Regions from separate parts of the Anas platyrhynchos genome. Here all the other regions are linked to region 3. The links are chromatin contacts, called in public Hi-C maps. All regions are on one chromosome and are shown on one strand. Each heading gives the region's core, a stretch centred on a gene start, on an enhancer-like site or on the middle of the called end of the contact. The rest is flanking DNA. Distances are from core to core; before and after follow the strand shown. Region 1 overlaps CEMIP (cell migration inducing hyaluronidase 1). Region 2 overlaps ARNT2 (aryl hydrocarbon receptor nuclear translocator 2). Region 3 holds the start of CEMIP (cell migration inducing hyaluronidase 1).

Evidence for each region. A called contact is a pair of places that touch in the nucleus more often than the background predicts.
Region 1: a Hi-C map of skeletal muscle shows a contact between it and region 3, with 2.1 times the contacts expected there. The contact joins the enhancer-like site here to the promoter of CEMIP in region 3. A contact is called at or near these places in 3 of 8 Hi-C or Micro-C datasets (liver, skeletal muscle and subcutaneous adipose tissue).
Region 2: a Hi-C map of skeletal muscle shows a contact between it and region 3, with 2.5 times the contacts expected there. The contact joins the enhancer-like site here to the promoter of CEMIP in region 3. A contact is called at or near these places in 4 of 8 Hi-C or Micro-C datasets (F1 follicle, liver, skeletal muscle and 1 more).

Annotation. Positions count from the first base shown.
Region 1 is chr11:16,320,797-16,323,496 of IASCAAS_PekinDuck_T2T, reverse strand. It overlaps CEMIP (cell migration inducing hyaluronidase 1), which reads left to right. Exons shown (of 29, transcript XM_021277341.4): 15 at 231-300; 16 at 1,210-1,338; 17 at 2,035-2,120. Among named protein-coding and RNA genes, the nearest start is that of MESD, 36 kb to the right of the region's middle. Within about 2 kb of position 1,291, at least 2 of the 8 cell types and tissues checked have an H3K27ac peak or open chromatin away from gene starts, as enhancers often do.
Region 2 is chr11:16,503,701-16,506,400 of IASCAAS_PekinDuck_T2T, reverse strand. It overlaps ARNT2 (aryl hydrocarbon receptor nuclear translocator 2), which reads left to right. Exons shown (of 19, transcript XM_072043463.1): 12 at 1,095-1,246. Among named protein-coding and RNA genes, the nearest start is that of ABHD17C, 52 kb to the right of the region's middle. Within about 2 kb of position 1,405, at least 1 of the 8 cell types and tissues checked has an H3K27ac peak or open chromatin away from gene starts, as enhancers often do.
Region 3 is chr11:16,411,926-16,414,625 of IASCAAS_PekinDuck_T2T, reverse strand. It overlaps CEMIP (cell migration inducing hyaluronidase 1), which reads left to right and starts at 1,273. Exons shown (of 29, transcript XM_021277341.4): 1 at 1,273-2,700. It overlaps LOC101804475 (cell surface hyaluronidase CEMIP2-like), which reads left to right. Exons shown (of 24, transcript XM_072043237.1): 3 at 776-1,276.

The sequences.
Region 1 (2,700 bases), core at 42-2,541, 91 kb after region 3:
CTCATTTAATACTCAGGGGTTTTAAAAGATAAGGCCATGTTCTCTGTCAAACCACAGAGGACAAATGTGGTATGAGAAGGGAAAGAAAAAAAAACAGCCCCTTTGCCCTAGGCAGGACCCCTTATCTGGGGCATTATCAGCCATACCTATACTGTGGGGAGCTGAGCTGTGATTCTGGCATGTGCTCAAAGTGTCATTTTCATCTCGTTCTTTGTTTTCCTCATCTGCAGCGCTGTATCCACCTTCTGGATAGCCAACCCACACAACAACCTTATAAACTGTGCAGCTGCGGGATCTGAAGTGAGTACAGAAGTTTCTGATTTGGTTACAATTCAGAACTTCGAGCCCTGCAAGGCTGAGGCTCTGCTTGGAACAAAACCTGCTTCTGTTACTCAGGCATTTTTGAAACTGCTAGATCGAGACATATATTAATGTGGTTAGTGCTGCCAGTAAAAAATAATGCTTTTCCTTTTGCTGCACACTTCTTGTTTCTCCACACTTGCTGTTTCTAGAGCTGGATGGATTTAACAAAAATTCCCACCCTCTGCACAGTGTGCAGCCTGAATAAATGAAATAAATCTGACTGCATAGTGCCAGTGAAGTCTTTGTCAATGATTCTGTTGATTGCGGTACAGTAATGTTCCTCTGAAATTTCAATCAGCCCTAATGTTAATTCCACAGGAATTCTTGGTCTCAGTAGGAGCTCTTATTGTTCTACAAAGACAAATAAATAAATAAATCCTTAAACAAAGAGATGCGTCTCTTAAGCAAATGCATCTCTTTGTTTATGAGATGAGTCTTTCTAAACCTTCAAAATCTGATTACCTGGATTCAGGTTCCTAAATACGTTTTTAGGCAGGTAAATAACATTGACCTGATTTTTAAGACTTGTACATATACTGACGGGAGGACACTGGTGAATTATGAAAGTCTTGCATATATCTTCTATATAGATAAGCTCCATACAGAGCTTAACTTAAAGCACCCCAAAGATGCTGGGTAGGAGTGTGACTGTGGATGTGTGTGTGTGTGTGTGTGTGTGTATGTTCAACTTTCTGCTGAGTGTAGTAGAGAGGTCAGTGCTGCTAGCTGTGATTTGTCCTGAAAACTTCTGGCTTATGTCTTGTGGGTTTACTGATAAATCCTCGGGCTAATGCAGACCAGTGAAGAGGTTCAAGCGAAGGCTCAGCTGCTGGTTCTTTTTCTCAGGAAACAGGCTTTTGGTTTGTGCTGCACCACGTGCCGACGGGGCCCTCGGCGGGCATGTATTCCCCCGGCTACTCGGAGCACATGCCGATGGGGAAATTCTCCAACAACCGCGCGCATTCCAACTACCGGGTGAGTCTGCACGCAACTGGAATGCTGCCGTCCAAAAAACACCATTTTCTCGCTCCAGCTCTCTGGGTCTGCAAGCTATTAATGCCTGTGCTTTCTGTTTCACTAAAAGTTCATGCAAGCTTGTTTGTGTCTGCAGATAAAGCAGCTCGCATGCTGGCGTGGGAGCACTCGGAGTCAGCCAGCACCCGCTTCAACTTGGCTCTTGGGCATTGGGGCTCTTCTCTCCGCTCAGTTGCACTAGGCTCCGTGCTGCTGCTCTCCTAAAATAGCTCCTCAAGGAGCATCATCTATTGGCAGCTTGTCTAATTATAGACCCCAATTGCCAATGTTAGCAATTAACTGAACAGCTTCTAGAGGGATAAATACAGCCGCCGTGTCTGATCATTTTCTCTCGCTCTTGCCTTATTTACCCCCGTGCTGTGGGGCTGTGCGGTGAGGGATGCTCATCACCGAGGGCCTGGAACTGCGGCAGCATGTTCATGGGTGTGGGGGTACATTCACAAGAATCGTCCAGTTTCTGTTAGCCTGCAGCAGTTTGGGGAGTGTATACAAGTCCTGATACTGTATGTTACTAACAGAAGCAGTTTTTAGAATCATGCAATAAGCTTTGGCTTAGGACAACTGGAGACAGAGCCTGGAAATTGAAAGAACCATAGAATAAATATACTGTAATGTTGCATTTCCCTTTTCTTCTAGGCTGGAATGATCATCGATAATGGCGTTAAAACCACTCCAGCCTCAGCCAAGGACAAAAGACCTATCCTGACACTGATTTCTGGGAGGTAAAGTGTTCTGCACAGCTTGGTTTGGAAAAGCCTTAATGTATAGCACTGATTGAGAGCTATGATGTTGCTCCCAAAGAAGCTGATAAGAATAATTGTGATGTTTTTGGGGCTTCTTATTAAAGAAAGGTCTTCATTTAGATTTACCACCTAACTTTGTCTTCCCCATTGCCTGTCATAAAGGATGCACTGTGCATGTTCACTCTCCTTTCTTTTCAGTTCTGAGATGAGCTGGTAGGGATATTACACGTGCACAAGGGTGTTATATTAATTTTTTTGTAGATAGAACATCTCTATAGATGTATCATATCAGCAGACCTGCTCTGCTGGGCTGGCGGCACCTGGGAGTTCCCACTCTTTCCCCAAAGCAGGCCACAGCAGGGAGGCTGAAGTAAGCAAAGGGCTTCTGCAGGCAAAGTGTAATAGTGTAAGGGCTGCGCTTGCACCCTTTTATCTTGTTAGAGGTTGGGTCTGGCTCTTAACATAGCTGCCAGCCCCAGAGACAGAAAAGGACTTAAATGCTCTCAAGTTGCACAGTTTTATTCCCTGACACCAGTGCCTCCAGTGGCACCCAACCTGT
Region 2 (2,700 bases), core at 156-2,655, 92 kb before region 3:
GCTGTCCTGAATAGCACTTTGAGGTCTTTTGTCTTGGAGTGGTTCTGCCTTCAAGTAATGCTGGAGAAGGATGACTGGTGAGGTCTTCCAAATCATGCTGGGATGGCTGAAAGGGCCCCCAGGCCGTCTGCACGCCCCTCGGACAGAGGTTAATGCCCTGAGACCAAAAGGGCTGAATCCACAGAAATGTTTGCTTCTCAGCTACCTCTGAATTAACACCCAGAACCCACCATCAGTTTCCATTTGTGTCAGTGAGCTGGCCCCAAAACTGTGGTGACTGAGTGCTTCTGTTGGCTTTGTGTGGCAAGACTGTCACACCCCATGGGGGAGGAGTGGTAGAGTTAAATCTTGCAGGGAAATACATGTCAGAATCCCCGTGGATACAGAAGGCTTTGATAGGTAGAGGCACTCAGCAGGTAATGCTCAGAGTGTTTCAGGATCAGATATTAGTGATCTCGAGAAAGATTTAGGCACTAGGGTAAAGATTATTGGGCTTGTAATGTTTGTAGGGAAAAAAGCAAAAACATCCATATGTAGTTTCTAAGTGTGTGTAAGTATATATATATATTTAAATATTGTACTAAATTTTGATGCTACTGTATGATTTGCTGTGTCACACATGAATCGTATAGCCAGGTATCCAAGCAGAACAGCCAACCTTATAAAAATTTGTTGTGGACTTTTGTTTCAGCTGCAATATTTAGTTTATGATATGCACATATATACATAAATATTTAAAAGAAGCCTCTCTATGGTTTCTGTCAATCTCTCTTGATAAATGTTTGGGATTAAAACCTTCTTAAAGCTTCCCTGTTGGGATAACAGCACAACCTGTTGGTGCCTGAATCTTTGTTCTGCTTATATGCAGGCTGGAAAGGACATTTTACATAACAAAGCATGGGGAGCTGACTCTGAAGGAGATAACTTCAAACATGAATCAGATTTTGGTTATTTTCTTTGAATTAAGAATTTTCCTGCTGTGTCCATGGGTTTATGTAATTTAAGTTCAGAACACACCAGTTACTGCTGTTTACTATTCATCTGCACAGCAGGTAGCAATCTCCTTTTATTAACCTTTCCAAATGCTTTTGCAGGTTGTGAAACTGAAAGGTCAGGTCCTGTCTGTGATGTATCGTTTTCGCACCAAAAACCGGGAGTGGATGCTGATCAGAACCAGCAGCTTCACGTTTCAGAATCCTTACTCTGACGAGATTGAGTACATCATCTGCACCAACACCAACGTGAAGTATGTGCCTTTCAGATGCTCACGTACATGGTTTTGAAAGAACTGAAGCATTACTTTTGCTGTTAGCAATGTAAATGCACATTCAGATTCTTGTGGTAGCCTGTTTTTAGCCACGTTTTGTGATGCTGTTGCAATCTGTAGTAGGGTTTTTCTGCGTTGTAAGATCCTGCAGCATAGCTGTTTCTCTGTGTCATTATCTTGCAATGCTTCCAGGGCCTGGCTGCACCAGGAGAGATGTCACTTATCTGTTACGTCATTCAACAAACCCATTGATCTCAATCCAGGCTTTTTTAAACTAGCAGAGAGCTTCCAGCAGCCAACCAGCTGTCATGATATTGGCTTCATTTGTTAGCCAAAACGAAAATTATGTCTCTGTGTTAACAAGTAGCACACAAGTTATCAACACTCCTGCCTCTTTTTCACTGTGATCATACCGTTAGGTAGTCCTGGGTATCCTCTTACAGCCTATGAAAGCTGATGATGTGATTTCCTACTAGGCTGAAGTGGGAAGGGTTCCTACAATTCAGTTGAGATCTGATGGAATATCCCCAAGTATGGGGATAGATCCAACCCCTTATATGATGAGGGTAATGAAATCATCCTGTCTTTGAATAAATACTTTCAAAAATCTGTCACTGGATCTGTTAGAAGTCAGTTGAATTAGTGGGTGTCTCATTCTGCAGCTGATGGAGCTGCTTCTAAAGAAAAGTCTTGCTAGGAGTACAGCAGGGTTTCGTCACTGTGTAACTGAGCAGAGGTTTTGGAGCCTCCTGAGTTCCAAGCCAGCAACTGCAGGAGCTGATCTGGTCTTGATAAAGCTGTTGCTTTATAGTTGGTAGGTGGCGGTTTTTGTTGTTGTTGTGTTTTGTTTTGTAATAAATATTTTTTTTTATTTCCAATATAAAAATCTATTTCTAAAACAAGATCTGTGTCTGGTCTGACCAGAATTGTTTCTTGTGTTTCTTTTTTTTTTTTTTTTCCAAGTGTTTAACTTAGAGGAAATTATTGGATTTAAGATCTCAACCTGTTAGACTGAAAGTGCATGCTGAAGGAGCAGTCTACTAGTGGAGATGCACGCTGGGAGCTCCACTTGTAAAACCAACCCCCTGGGGCTTTGGCATTTGAACTACTAGAAAGCTAGGATGTGTCTGTGTGTTCCCTGACTTGCTCCTGGAGAAAGGTGTTTGGACGTGGCACCTACCTGGGCTAGAAGAGTGGCACTTTCAGCCTTTTGGAACCCATCATCAGAATCAATTTGCTTAGTTTTTTTGTACCCCAAGTGTTTGTTTAAACAACTGAACTGTTTATGGAAAACAAACATGGCCTGAAATCAGACAGCTAATCATCCCTGTCTGTGCTGTGAATCAAAATAGATATTTCCTCATTTTTGCTGCCCCGTATTTGTTTCCAAAATGATTTATATATGCAAAACCAAGCCTGCAAAATAAAAGGCA
Region 3 (2,700 bases), core at 24-2,523:
GAGCACTGCCTTAGATACAAACTTAAGCTCCAGAGAGTCTCCTGTAGCAGTCAGTACCTCATCTACAGGAGGAGGCTGCTGTGGCCTCTGAGCCCCAGCTTAACCCCGTTACATCAGGGTAATAATGGCTTTGATCAGCAGGTGGAGACCAGGGAGAGCACCTGGGAAGCAGAATGGAGCCTTTAATTGAGACCCAGCCTATAGCTCTGGGAAACCTGGAGGCTGTGCTAGGCCCTGGGGCTGGGCTCAAAATGGGAATGGCACAGTGGGAATGTAAATTTTCCTTTCTTAGTCATGTAAGAAAAAGGCTATTAGAGTCTTTAATAGGAATCACTTTTTTTCTTAATGTTTTTCAGAAAATTATATGGAGTAGAACATACCATAGAACATACCGTTTTGGTCTTTTTTTTTTTTTTTTTTTTAAGGAATTTGTGTACTCTGGAGTGTATATGTTTAATAAGGGTATTTTCCATAATGTTTAGGGAAAATATTATTTTAATTAAAAGAAAACAACAACCACCACCAAAAAGAAAAAAAAAAATTATCACATTTTAGTACCCCCAAATCTGCCTTTTTCTAAATCTCTCTATGGATTTGACCTGTAGAACCTCACAGCTGGTTTGTCAAAGTAGTGTAACAATTTGTAGTGTATCCAAGGATACAGTGAAATATTCATAAACGTGTCTATGTACATATTTATGTATAAAAGAAAGAAGCCCACCAGGATTCTTCACTGTTTGTTTAATAGGTTTTGCTGTATTTATAATTATTTCAGGGCATAGCCTGAATCCCAACAGTTCTTGGTGGGATATGGAGTACAAAGGACTGCTGCACAGTAAGAAAACCCTTCCTGGGACTGTGGGCTCACACAAACTCTCCAGCCTGCTCAGAAGCAGCTCTCCCCTCGGTCACAAGGACAGCAGAAGTTTGCTGAGCCAGAACTTGGGCCAGAAATCACAAGAAAAGCAGTTGTCCTGTGACATGCTCCTTAAACTCTCCAGGTATATTTTAATGGATACCTTTGGACCCAGCTTGGCCTGGAATCTCTTCCGATTTTATCACTGTGATCGGGAAGTCAACTTGCCCAAAATTCACGTCAGTCCTCTCAAGCTGGCACAGCACAAGCTGAAGCCTTTCCTGCTGCACAGGATGCTTCAGCTGCTCAGGAACATGGGAGTGCTCTCCGAAAGTCAGCAGTCCAAGGTCTTCGCTCTGCTCAAGAAGCAAATGCTGAAAGCAAGGAAAACACCCGTAAAGCCCCAAGTGGAGCAAAGTGGTAGGTACATAAGGAGGAGATGGGCTGAATTCTGTCACGCCGATGGGGCTGAGGTGGGAGCCAGGCTCGGTGTGCAGGCCCTGGTGTTTTTCTGAGCAATGACGAGGGCTGAGGTGCTCAGCCTGAGGCAGGAGGTGTGTGCTGAGGTGGCTGGCAGCAGCCACAGTCTGCACAAGAGGAGCCTTTGGGGCGGCATGTGGAAGGCAGTCGCCGCCGATGAGCCATAGATTGGTTGTAAGCTGTGTTGGTCTGTGGGAATCGATACCGGCGCTAAAAGCCGAGCTGTGGTAGTGCTGTACCCAGCTCGGTGTGGTTGCCAGGCTGATCTCTGCCTCAGAGATCACCTCTAATGCATTAGGAGTGTGCTGCCACGGCTCCCCAGGGCACGGCTGTGCCAACGCCTCCCGCTGCCCCGCTCTGAGCTGGGGGCTGCCTGCGGAAACGTGTCAGGGAGCTGTGTTGCTTGGAAAAACATAAAATCTAGGAAGAATTACAAAATAAATAAAGTGAGAGATGGCAGAATATACAGCCAGGAAGAGGAGCAGGAAAACTTCATTGATAACGTTTGTTTAATTAAGGGTAACGTAGGAGGTGGCAGCCTGCGTCCTTCAGGCACTGAGTGCTCAGGAGGATGGGACGGGACCTGAGGGGGCTGAGGACTGGAGGTCATCGAGGCCTGAGGGGACAGGGGCTCGGAGGGCGTCGAGGCATGAGGGGGGGGCAAGGTCTGAAGGGACAGGGGCCTGAGGGGACAAGGCCTGAGGAGGCCGGGGCCTGAGAGGCCCGGGGCCGGGTCCGAGGCTGGGCGGCCAGGGCTGTGCAAGGGCGACGCCGCCCGGCCGGCCGCGGTGCAGCCCCGCGCAGGATCCATCCCCTGCAGGAGCTCCCCCGGCCCTCGGGGCATCCCCGGGCGGCTGCCGTGGGGGCAGCTTCTCTGTTCCGTACCGCCTGAAAGCCTCGGCAGCCACCGGGGTTTGTTAGGGAAGGCTCCGGCTGCGTTTGCCTTCGGAGCAAGCCGAGACAGGAGATGGCAGAGATCTCCTCGTACCAGGCAGCCCGTTAAGGCAGAGGAAGACGACCGACTTTATTTGCTAGAAATATAAACTTCAGTTTATAACCCAGAGTTACAACACTCAGAGGAGGGCTCAGGATTATTTTTTTTTTTCAAGGAAGATCTGTAACAACACTCAGAGGAAGGCTCAGGGTTTTTATTTTTATTTTTTTTCAAGGAAGATCTACCCCAGCAGAGTGCTTGAGGCAGTGAGGATTAGTCATGATTTCCCACTTGCAGGTGTGAGGATGTTTGGGAACGGGCTCGCGCTGAGGATGTGCCCTGTAACGGAGCGCTCTTGTGTAAGCTTCGGCCTGGCACTGCTGCAAAGCAAAAATCATCCACAAAAAGGAAACTTGGGAAGGAATGAAAG